2 separate regions of the Mus musculus genome follow, and region 2 is linked to region 1. Evidence: chromatin contacts called from public Hi-C data. All regions are on one chromosome and are shown on one strand. Each heading gives the region's core, a stretch centred on a gene start, on an enhancer-like site or on the middle of the called end of the contact. The rest is flanking DNA. Distances are from core to core; before and after follow the strand shown. Region 1 has its middle 11 kb from the start of Gm13446. Region 2 overlaps Dab2ip (disabled 2 interacting protein).

Region 1 (5,985 bases), core at 2,211-4,710:
TCCTCCGGGAATGCTTTCTGACGATGCCGCTTGGGTACCCTGGGCTTCCTGCTATTCTTCTAATGCTGATGAGTCTAGCTGCCACTCTGTCAGGTGCCACCTCTGGGCTGCGAGCTGCCTGGCCAGCCAGACTAAAAGCTTTGAGTCTGAGATGGTGGAGTGAGAAAGGGCCCAAACCTCTGGCCTGGTTGCAGGGGATGCTGAGAAGCAGGACACAGTGGTAAAGCAGATTCTAAATGGAAGTGGGAATGATGTCTGTGTCTGCAGGGCCATGTGGTGGCTTTTTATGGGGTGTTTGTGATAATTCTTTCAGATGAGACCCCTATTTCAGCATGGAGGGATGGGGCTCTCATGTGTCATTCATAATTCACACCCCTCCCCTGGAAAGCCAGCCCAACCAACTATGGTCATAGCTTTCCTCTCGTTCTGGGATATCCCTTGGGCTATGTCTGAAAATGCTTTCAGGCAGATAGATTGCTTCATCTTTTGAAGAGGCTACCTTGTCCAGTAGAGGGACAATTTTACAGAGAAGAGGCCAATGACTAGGAGGTTTGCCTTGCCCTCACTTGGGCAGCAGGGTGGCCTGGGTCACACTAACCCAGGAGAGCAGGGCAGAAGGGGTGGAGGGATGCTCATCCAATCTGATGGCTGTGCGGGGCAGCTGGATCACCACAAGCCAGACTTCCTGCCTGTGACCTACATTCCCCTAGCTCCTCCACGTGCAGACAGATGGGAGCAGGGCCTGTGGGAGAGGGACGGTGTCCCAGCGAAGAGGACTCTGTGGCTGCAGAAACCTTCATGTGAGCATGGGAAGGAGTGTAAGAGTCTTTCTGCTTACCTCAGCCCCCGCAGGCTAATGGCCAGGTCTGTTCAGAATGGCCAGACCAAGGCACCGTGGCTGCTGAAAAGGCCGAGGCACTTGTCTCCAGAGCACCCCAGGACTCACGCACTGCGTGGTCTCATGTTGCCCTTTGCTATGGAGGCATCCTAGACATGGAGCGGTATGTCTCCCTCAACACTACACAGGGGCAGTTCCTTGTTGAAGGCCTACTGTGTGAAGCAACAGTAGCACAGTGGGGCATAAGTCTATTCTTACAACCGTTTATTCCTAGTACCTAGTTCTGCTTTTGGGCTCTGTGCCCTCTGCCTGGGGAACCCATGTCAGTCTTCCCCTTGAAGTCCCCCCATCCCATCCCCCCATCCCTGTATCTCTGCCAGCCTCCATTGGGGTCCTTCTCCCCCAGATCCTGCCCTAGACCAGAGGGCCTTTCTACTGTGTGATCTTACATGCCTCAGCCCCATCTCCCTCATGTGTTCTGCTCAGGGATCAAGGCCACCCTGCCATGCTCTGTGGCCTTTGCCTGCTGCTCACACCTTGGAGCCTCAACTCTCTGGCGGAGCACTTTCCCTTGAATGTGTATTGAGTAAATAGTGGCTGGCTGAAAGACTTAATGCAATGAAAAAAGGACTTTGCAAGCTCTAAAGGGCCTCAGGTGAGCCTCTTCTGATAAGCTAGCACATGGGGCGGTACTAAGCAGCCTTTGGAGCCTTCATAGAGAGAACTTAGCTTCATCCGACAGAAGTGAGGCCCACCTCAATGGTTCGAAGAAACCTGGGCCCCACAGCAGGAGAGGCTGGAGGGAACCCTGGTGGGGAGAAGCTTCAGCCTGGAGCAGAAGCCTTTAACCTTCAACGGGTGTTCATGGTAACTGTTGGAGTGGGGTGGTGCTGACCTGTGAATTACAGACTACTTTGTTGAGTCCAGCTGGACAAAGATGTCCCCAGTCATGGCCAAATTAAGTACCCCTGTCACGGGGTGGTGGTGCTCCCAACACTCAGGCGGCTATAGGGCCAGGAGAGGGGCTCATGAATTACGGGATAGGTACAGAGAGGGAAGGGAATGAGGGAGGGGGAGGAGAGAGAGAGAGAGAGAGAGAGAGAGAGAGAGAGAGCACCACCCTCACTGTCCTAGAGTAGAAAGGGCTACAGACGGAATGTTTGAGCAGGGAAGGACAGAGTACCAAGCTGTAGCCAGCAACAGTCTAATGGAGCCGCCTCATCCTTCAGTTGACCCTGGGCTCATTAAGATCAAGCTACGGCTGAGGGCCAAGCAAGCTGCCTGATGAACAAAAGAGCTTGTATTTGGAGAGAGGACCATTAGCCAGGACCAAGGGAGGGTTGCAGGGCTGAGGAATGGCTGTGAGGAGCAGAAGCAAGATAAGGAACTGAGGGGTGGGGAGAGCAGTGTCTCAGACTTCAAACCACAGCTCTACCCAGTGGAGATGGTGTTGATGTCCTGCCCTAAGGTGAGAGATGAGAGACCACAGACCACATTCCAGGCTGGGACCAGTCAGCATAGAAAGGACAACGCAGCCTGGAGCACCCTAACCCATGTCCATGTGCTGTGTCTCAGAAGGAACCAGGCTGTCTGGTCTGTGTGTGTGTGAGGGAGACTGGGAGGAGAGATGGGTCATGAAGCTCACAGGCCCCTAGTCTGTGTCTGGTCAGATGAGCTGCCAAATGCAGATCTTGCCTATCACCTTCATTGGCTTTCCAGAGTCCTCAAGATTAATCTCCAGATCTTAAACAGATCTTGAATTGTCCCTAAAGGTCCTTGACAAGTCTGGGTAGCTACTTCCTCTACCTGCAAGGGTCACCAAGTCCAAGCCAGGTTTCAGTCAGGCTGAGTGGCTGACAGCTCCTTAAACAGCTCCTCCAATAATTCCTGTTTATCAGTTCTGGGCCTAAAACACCTGCTTCCAGGCTGGGTGTAGTGGTGTGCGCCTTTAAACAGCACTCAGGAGGCAGAGGCAGGCGGATCCTTGAGTTTGAAGTCAGCCTGGTTGACAAAGTGAGTTCCAGGACAGCCAGGGCTATACAGAGAAACCCTGTCTCAAAACACACACACACACACACACACACACACACACACACACACACACACACACACACACACAGAGAGAGAGAGAGAGAGAGACAGACACAGAGACAGAGACAGAGACAGAGACAGAGACAGAGACAGAGACACACACAGACACAGAGAGACACAGAGAGCCTGCTTCCTCTTCACACGCAGTGCCTAACCCCACTAGCTCCTACTCTGAGTTGGTGTCCCTTTTTGCGCATATCCTCTGGGAAGCTTAGTATCAATAGCAAGAGTGTCGATGGTGTCCACCATGTCAGGAGGCAGCTGTCCAGGGGAAGGGGTGTCTACTATAAGGCAACAGAAAGTGGTAACTGGGGTCACTGGTTAGAAGGTGGTGAGAAAGGACAGGAGGATTTAAATGACACACAGAGAAGTGGATAAGTAGTCAGGGCACAGCTTGTCCTGGCCACCCGGCATGTGCAGGGCACACTGAACTTGTTGGTGCTTGGGAACAGACACTACCAGACAGGTCACGTGGCAACCAGGTCCAGCTGGCTTTGCTGAGGTTCCTCTTAGACTGCCGCAGGGACAGTCAGGTGTTCTGAGGTGGGACCCAGGGAGGCACAGCTTAGTTCACACAGGTCTCATCGGCCTTCACTGAGGAGACATGCGGGGCTGTGAGCGGGAGAGACCTCTTTTACTTACCCAACTCCCAGCAGATCAGCTTCCTTCCAACTGGCGGTTTTCTTCTGACATGGGAGTTCTGAGCTGAATACAGTGGCGATGATCCCAGCCCTTGAGAGGCGGAGGCTGGGGATCAAGAGTCCAAGGTTTTCCTTGTCTACCTAGTTTGATGCTAGTTTGGGCTACATAAGACTCTGTGGTAGGTTGAATAAGAATGGCCCCCATAGGTCCATAGATTTGAATGCTTAGTCACCAGGGAGTGGAACTGTTTGAAGAGATTAGAAGGATTAAAAGGTGTGGCCTTGTTGGAGGAAGTGTATCACTGGAAGGAGGCATTTAAAGTTTCAAAAGCCCATGTCAGGCCCAGTCTGTCTGTCTCCCCTCGCTCTCCCCACCCTCTTTCTGCCTGCAGATCAGGATGTAATCCTTCGCTCTTGTTCCAGTGCTATGTTCCCCACCATGGTAACAATGGACTCAGCCTCTGAAACTGTAAACGAGCCCCCACTTAAATGCTTCCTTTTATAAGAGTTGCCTTGATCATGGCGTCTCTCCACAGCAATAGAGCAGTGACTAAGGCAGACTCAGGCTCAAAACAAACAGACAATTTCCCTCCACATCCTCCCCACAAAATGAGATGAAACAAGAGTTCTGCAGCTTGTCGATTTAAAGAGCTGGTTTTAAAACCTGGGAATGGGGACTAATCCCAGTGCGGACAGGTCAAGAGGACTGTTGAATTCCAGGCCACAAATTCAATAAGAAAGCCTAATCCTGCTGTTCCTGTAGAGATGGAAAGGCAAAGCCTACAGAGACCTGGGTGTGGCCTCAGTCCCCAGGGAGAATGGTGACAAGCCAGTCCACCTCCTGACCCTTCCTGTGGAACCAGGCCACCCTCTGCCGGAAGGATAGTGTTGGACAAATAAGCATCTCAAAGTAGGTTTTGTTAGCACGCAGGATGACAACAGGAGACACTGGCTTCTGAATGGGAAGTGGGTGCAGGGAGGAGGCTCTGTGCAGAAGCTGCAAGCAAAGACCAGAGCTGGGCAGCTGGGCAGCTGGGCACGCCTCATTGAGAGCCTGGTACCCAGCCAAGGCTGCACTGGGTTTAGAATTAGACTCGTGGTTCCATTCCTGACTTTTCTATCTCCTCACTACATCTACTTTGGCCAAACAGACCTCTTCTGAAAAAAGAAAAAACAGTAGCAATCACTTCTGGTTGATTATAAGGGGTTAAAGTGACTGAACGCTTCAAGATTCTTCCCCCTCCTCTCCTCTCCTTTCTCCTCCTCCTCCTCTTCCTCCTTTTCTTTCATAATGAGACAGGGTCTCTTTCTAAAGCCCTGACTGGCCTGAAACGCAGTGTAAACCAGGCTGGCCTTGAACTCTGTCTGCTATGTCTTCCTCTGCTGTGGGGTGCTGGAGATCACCCGCAGGTGCCGCCATGCCTGGCTCAGGATTATTACAGAGTATGAATTCGGGAAGGTTGAGATCCCAGCCAGTCTTCTTATTCACAGTATGACCGGAGCGAATGCCTCACCCTCTCAGCCTCAGTGTCCCCATCTGCACACTCGGCAGCCGCCACTTCCTCCACAGGATGCGATGTGTGGTAAAGTGTTAAAATAGCTAAAATCGGCTCCCATCTATGACTATCATTAGTTTTACCCACATAACAGCAGAGTCTGGGCTGCCTGAAGAAGGAGGTAATAAGTAGGAGGGAAATTAGGGCTCTCCCAGCAAATACCTGATGGATCAAGTTCCACCCAGCGCTTCCACTTAGCTGGGTGTCCACCCTCGCTTCCTGTGGCCCGGCTGCTCTCAGTACTGTTTTTCAATGCGTGGAGGTAGAATCTGTTTCAACCCTAGATGACTTTGGGTGACAAAGAAGCAACTTCAGGTGCCTTGAGTCAAATCCTCTCCAGAAAGTGAAACAAACCTGGAAGTCAGAATTGCTCTGAGGCTGATAATTCTGGGAGGGCACCTCCTGGCATTAAAACTAAATTAGATCACGCTACCTCTGCTATTACTAAATAATTCCCCATGATTACACAAGGCAGCCATGACTCCTGATGGTGGTGAACTTCAGGTGACTTACTCCAAATAACCGCGAAACTTGCAGGCTCATCTGATCGCTTCTCTATAGTGTTGCAGGCAGGTAATTATGCTAATAGGCCTTAAAAAAATCACCTTTCTAGTCTGGGATTGGAAGAGCTTGAAACAGAAATGTGAGCAGTGTATATTTCCTGCAGCAGAAGCTGGGCGCCATATCTGATTCCAAAAGGGCCCTTTGTCAAAAGGGAGAGAAACCCCTTCTGCAATTGGAATTAAAGTGGCTGTATGCTCCTCTCTTCCGATCTGTATACACACTTTTGGGACTCATCACTCTAAGAAGCAGGCACACAACAGAGGCTCAGGATCTCTTAGCTAATTCAAGCTTACAG
Region 2 (5,985 bases), core at 1,864-4,363, 82 kb after region 1:
AACATGGAAGCCAGTTGATCCCTCCTTGGGAAGTTGAAAGTGGAGACTTTGAAGGTTCGGCTGAAATTAGGTCTCAGGGCTATATTTTGTGAGATGGAGAAGTGTCAGAGAGGAAGGCTGGGGGTGGGGGAACTGCAGAAGCTGCAGATAAACGTGGCATTGTGTTGAGCGTGGATGCTTCTAGAAGCAGGTCTTCTTGGTTCACTTTCACTAGTGTTGGGCTGTGCACAAACTGTGTTTCTGATTCAGGGACGGTGCCTGGGGTGCTGTGGGAACCCAGAATGAAGGCTCTCTGGCTAAAAGAAGATGAGAGAATTCTTACAGTGGGGACCTTTATGACTGGGTTTTAAGGGACATGCAGGAGTTTCTCAACAAAAGAGACAATAGTTAGAGGAAGATAGACCCAAACAGGAACAGACCAATGGTCCCGAGTGACGTGCTGGAAGCAGGAAGGAAAAGCTGAGGGAGAAGAAATGTGAGGGGCGTTAGTGGGAGCACAGAAGCCTTTGTACTTTGTACCCACTTGAGGTTTTCAGCTGTTCTGTCCTCTCCCTACCGTAGTCTCCCTATGTGTGAACAGGCGAGTAGAAGGTGGATGAGGTGGCCGAAGGATCTACCAATCTGGCCATGTGTGCCTTCTGCAGAAGGAGGCCCTTTTCTAGAGAGGGACTGTTTTAGGTAGGTTTTGGTCAGACCACCAGATGCAGGAGTTGTTCAGGATGTGCAGGTCTAGGGGGCAGCAACAATCTCCTGGCTGAATGAACAGGATTTGTGCTTATTCGGGGAGTCAGGGTGCCATTCAGGATGGGTTAAAGGATCAAGCCAACTGCTCTTCTCACCTAAGCCTTGATCCCCTGAGCTTACATGCCCTTGTGGGAGCCTGCTTGGTCAGTTACAGGAAGCACTAGCCCAGCCTGGGCAGCTTGGATAGGGACATGGAGAGGAAAGAAAGGGAACAAACACAGCTCTGCACACCTTCTTTGCAGCTCTAGAACCTTCCAGAGTGTCCCTTGGTCTCTGCCGGGGCCTCCCTTATGACCGTGAGGGTGTGAAGACTGCTTCTTGGGCTGTGTCACAGGCTCCTTACAGGCGTTCTCATTCAGGGTGGCATTCTGGGTTCAGTGAAGGGGAGGTGGAATGGTGTGAGGCTTTTCCTCTCGACCTGTGCTCCAGGGAGACAGTGCTGACGTCTCCCCACAGAGCACCTGGGAGGGCCACTGCTCCCCTCTGTGGGTAAGTCACCTGTCTCCAGACCTCTTTCTTCATCTCCAAACAGGGCAGCTGTGAGGGCTTCAAAGCCTGCAGGTAGGCGGTTAGCCGGTGTCTAACCCTGCTGCTTGTGTTTCAGGGTCCACCCTTCCCATACTTTGCCCAGAACCCCAGGTAGCGGGGCCTATTTCTCCCCCTTCACACTGTCCCTTACTGCCCCAAAGCAACAGCATCCCTGATAGAGCTCTGAGGTGCAGCTGGGACTAGGAGTTGGAGAGAGATGAGAGAGTGAGAGGCTTAGGAAACCAGAGCTAGTGTTCTAAGGGGACAGTAGCATGGGTAGAGCTGGCCTGTCTGCAGGCTGTTTTCTCACCAGCGGGAGGCAGCAGAGGGCAGCGAGTGGACATCTGGGTGGCTCTTAGTGAGAGCTGAGGTCTTAGTTTGTACCCCTGACCACAGGGAGCCATTGAGTTATGGAGGCTGCAGGATGATCTGTGGTGACAGTAACACTGGTCAGGGAACATCCGGTTGACCAATGACAGTTGGGGCTGGCTGAGCTGGCTTGGCCCGATTTCTTCAGAGAGCTGGATCTCTACTGTGGCCCTTGGGGTCATTGGAGGACCAAGGTTTGGGGCCACAGCAGGCTTGTATCAGGAGAGGCTCAGGGTGAAAGGCTAGTGTGTGAGCTGACAAGTAGGGTTAGGGCCCTGAAGTCACCAGGCTGGGCCTACTAAATGGTTAGACCCTGCCATACTGAATTGCCTAGAGGTTCCTTGGGCCCCTTGTTAGCTTCTCCACCACTTTGGGAGGGAATAGGGGGGCATTCCAGGTGAGGCAGATGGTGGGTCAGGTTCTCTGCACGGGGTTCCAAGCTCAGCATGGCTGACTATACTGACTGTGGTGACATGGTAGAGGATCATAAACCTGTTCTTGGCAGGTCCATGAGGCAGACTGCAGTGGTGTTCATTTCCTCCTTACAGTTCCAGGCCACACACACTTTGCTTTCTAAGATGACTACATTGAGCAGAGTGGAAGGGCCCGCTGAAGCTCCTTCCTCCAGCACTTGGATGTGGAAGGAGTCATGGACCTTAATGGCTTGCCTGTGGCCAGTCTGTGCTAGCCAGTATCATTTTTTAGTCCCCTCCTTATGGATGAGGAATGATAGACTCAGAGAGGGGGCACACTGTGCTGGGTCACACAGTAAGGGCCAGAGCTGACATCGGAATCCATGCTCCCCTCTCCCGCTTTCCCTTGCTCAACACAGTGCCTGAGAGGTTATTTCTTTGTACCCAACCTGTGGTCCTGCAGGCCCTATCCCCTTCCTGGATCAGGAGCCTGGACAGAGGTAAGGTTCAGATGCCGCCTTCCTGTTTCCACTTTCTTGCTCTCTGTGTGTATGTGTTTGTGTGTGTGTGCACATGTGTGTATCCATTAGTGTTTGTGTGTGTGCACAAGTGTGTATATGTTAGTATTTGTCTGTGTGCACATGTGTGTATCCATTAGTGTTTGTGTGTGTGCACATGTGTGTATCCATTAGTGTTTGTTTGTGTGTGTGCACATGTGTGTATCCATTAGTGTTTGTTTGTGTGCACATGTGTGTTGACTTTGAGGTCCCTTCTCAGCTTCTCTCCCTCTCTCTCCCTCTCTCCCCTCACTTCCTCTCCCTGAGACACAGGCTCTCTCACTATTAGCCTAGAGTTCACTGGTGTCTAGGTTCACTGACCAGACCTTGGGCTCCTGGTCTTCTGCCTCCCCTCTTAAGTGCTAAGAGGACAGGCATACACCATCATGCCTGGCTTATACCGTGCTGGGAATCAAGCTTAAGACTGTGTGTAGGCTGGGCAAGCACTGTACCACTGAACCACATCACCCTCCACCCCTCATTCCCTCACATTTTCCTGCTGTGAATACAAAGTGATCACATGGCACTGGGGTTGGATTACAGATGTAATTACATGTGAGTTCTTGGGCAGGGATTGTTTCTGAAGCCAGGAGGCCTTCTGTGGAGGTGGCAGATACTGACATCTGTTTCGTACACAAGTCTAACGTCTCGATGAATAACTGCCTGTGGATTGCTTAGAGAACATCTTAGAGAAGCCACACCCCTCCCCCGCCCTAGTGCCTCAGATGGCCTCTAGTGGGAGCAGGTGGCTCCATTTCTCTCTCCAGCCTGGCATCCGGGCATCCAGGGCCTGGAAGGACTGCCTCAGCCTCTGACTTCGGACTGGTTGATCTTTTTGCCACCTTTCCATCCCTTGCTTTGGTCTTCCTGGGCAGACATTCTCTTCCCAGCTCCAGGATGTGTCCTCATGTCCTTCCTCTCTTCCGCTCTGTCACTAACGATTCACTACGTGCCTCCCTTCCACCAGCTGATCATGACCTTCTCAAGGGCAGGACTGGCATCTGATTCCTTGGAATCCTCAGCTCCTGCTGCGGGCACCTGCTAGGGGCTGGTGGAGTGAAGGGGAGTTGAGGGGGGCAACAGGGAGCAAATTAATTAGATGGGGATGAAGTGGGGAGCAGCTACCTCTTCAAATCTACGTCTGTGGCCACTGTGACTACCAACTCTGAGATGAAGGTCTAGCTGGCCCACCAGCTCCTAGGAGCCCCAGAAGAACATCAGCTCTTGCCCAGACTTTGTTTCTGCCTCTGATCCTTCTGAGGCCACGACTCCCAGGGCAACCTGCAACTGCCAGATTGTGGGAGGACAATTGCCCGTGGTGCCATCTCCAAGTGCGTCTGTTTTCCTAGTGGAAAGGCATGTAGCCACGCTGCCTGCTGCCCCTGGGACTCCGGGTGCTGCTGCCCTTGCAGTTTGGCTTTCTTGCCGCTCAAGTCAGAGATCCCCTGGGATGTTCCCCATTGGTTAGCACTTCTCCCGGCCTTGCTCCAGGGCTAGCCCAGACTGTTGCGTGTCTGGGAGGCTAGGATTATCTGACCATCTTTGGGTTAGCCACTGCTCTCAAAAGGTCTCTTTCATTTGTTATCACAGCAAATGAATTTCCACTGGTATGGTGGGGGAGTGTGCCCAAGAAATAGAGGGTTTAGAGGTTTGCTAGCTTCTAGAACAGCTTTCATTGCAGGAATGAGGAAACCAAGTCACAGAATGGCTAAGGTTCAGGGCCTCATGGTTGCGTTGTGGAGTGTGTACACAGGCTGAACTCAACACTGCTTCTTCTTGGCTGTGTGACCCTATGCAAAATTTTCCCTTTCTGAGCCTCTAATGCCCCATCTGCATAGTGGGTTATGAGGATCAAAGGAGTCGTGAAAAGCTTTAGCAAAAGACCTGGTGGAAGCTTCCTGAATTGCGTGTGCTGGGTCAGCTCCTGTCATGTGGTTACATGGGTATAAGAATGGGGGGTCCCGCCCACTCTGCTGGGTGACTCTGCCAAGAGCATTTGCTCACCCAGAAGGGGGAAGGGCTGTGAGTCACTAGACCACCAGCCTGGCCATGGGATCTTAGCCCTGAGGCTGTAGGACCAGGTTGAGAGGCTAATGCAAGGGGAGGCACCCTGGTAGGGTGGCGTTCCTGAAACTCTAGCCTAGGGTCTGCCTAGAAATGTGGCTTTCAGGCTTCCAAGCCACTTGAATGTTAAAGCCAGTGTCCACAGGCTTGGGGCTTTATAGAACAGCGAGCCACTCCCTGACTGCTCTCTGTTGTCATAGCAGTGCCTGAGACCTGAGAGAGGCCTGCCTGATTTCTGTACATGGATGTTTGCTCGGGCCTGGGGAGGAGGAGCAGGGGCGGGGTGAGTATCAGAGGGCCATGTTTATGTAGCCTTTCTGAGTCCTGTGTCATCCCCACCCTTTCTCCAGGCTGTTAGGTTTCTTAAGGGACCCTTGCCTTGCATGTCCTCATGACGTGTCCCTTCTCCAGGGTGGGTTGGTGGTGTGGAACTTGGAGGCCAGGAGGCTCTGCAGCCTCGGCAGGGGTCTACAGGAGCAGGCAGACTCACTGCTGTGCCTGTCCCACACCATATCCTGAGCCCAGAGTCTGCCTGCACTACCATTATGGCTGCTCTCAGTAGACCTGTCTGTATCTCATCTTCAGTACTTCCAAAATGTCTCAAAAGCTGTCACCTCTGGTAAGCCCACCAGAATACTCCTAAGTGGGATTCCTTAAAAAGTCTTCTTTTGTATCACAGATACTAATTCACTTGCCAGGCTGCTGCGGCCCCTGTTCTGGGGCTTCGGCAGCCCAGTGTGGATAGGAGGCATTAAACACATTCATTTGTGGGTAGAAGTGTCTACAGAGGAACCTGACTAAGACTTAGGGCATTGGGGAGGCCCAGCCTAGGCGGAGGGACCTAGAAGGATGAACTGGATTCCCCAAGCAAAAGGGGACTTTGATTTTAGGAAGCCCTTTGAATGAAGTCTTTGCTGGTTAGAGGAAGCAATAAGAGCAGGTTAGGGAAAGTGGTATCGATGGTGAGGACAGTAGGCAATAGTTACTCTCCCCCTTTACTGACCAGGAGGCAGCCATGACAGCCAGCCACTGGCTTAGGCAGCGTAGCTCTTGAAGGGTATTGTGCTCTCTCCTCCCTGCTTCTTCAGGAAGACGGTGGTGAATGCCGGATGTTCTTGTGGCTGCGCCATGTGGGGACTTCCAAGTGTGCTAAGTTTTAGGACAGAAAGACATATCTGGGGCAGGGGTTTGTTGCTCTTGAGAAAGATGCAAGACCCTGACAGCCATATGTCTAGGGATGATAAAGAAGAATAAACAGGGTGTGCACAGAGACACCTCTAAAGTGATGTTTCCCGCCCAGGGCAGGGGGA

What was found. A called contact is a pair of places that touch in the nucleus more often than the background predicts.
Region 2: a contact with region 1 is called in a Hi-C map of the N1E-115 cell line, with 5 times the contacts expected there. The contact joins two enhancer-like sites. A contact is called at or near these places in 22 of 39 promoter capture datasets (the 3T3-L1 cell line, 3T3-L1-derived adipocytes, the C10 cell line and 13 more), 1 of 15 datasets of contacts at CTCF or cohesin (large pre-B cells), 33 of 484 Hi-C or Micro-C datasets (3T3-L1-derived adipocytes, the AML12 cell line, B cells and 25 more), 8 of 115 datasets of contacts at active chromatin or transcription factors (craniofacial prominence, differentiating embryonic stem cells, embryonic stem cells and 3 more) and 3 of 9 other capture datasets (adipose tissue, liver and pancreatic islet).

Annotation. Positions count from the first base shown.
Region 1 is chr2:35,566,466-35,572,450 of GRCm38.p6, forward strand. It overlaps a transcript of Dab2ip not described here. Among named protein-coding and RNA genes, the nearest start is that of Gm13446, 11 kb to the left of the region's middle. Within about 2 kb of position 3,461, at least 8 of the 459 cell types and tissues checked have an H3K27ac peak or open chromatin away from gene starts, as enhancers often do. A contact at or near this core is called in the N1E-115 cell line, where this site is marked.
Region 2 is chr2:35,648,313-35,654,297 of GRCm38.p6, forward strand. All of the region lies in intron 2 of Dab2ip (disabled 2 interacting protein), which reads left to right. Among named protein-coding and RNA genes, the nearest start is that of Dab2ip, 29 kb to the left of the region's middle. Within about 2 kb of position 3,114, at least 5 of the 459 cell types and tissues checked have an H3K27ac peak or open chromatin away from gene starts, as enhancers often do. A contact at or near this core is called in the N1E-115 cell line, where this site is marked.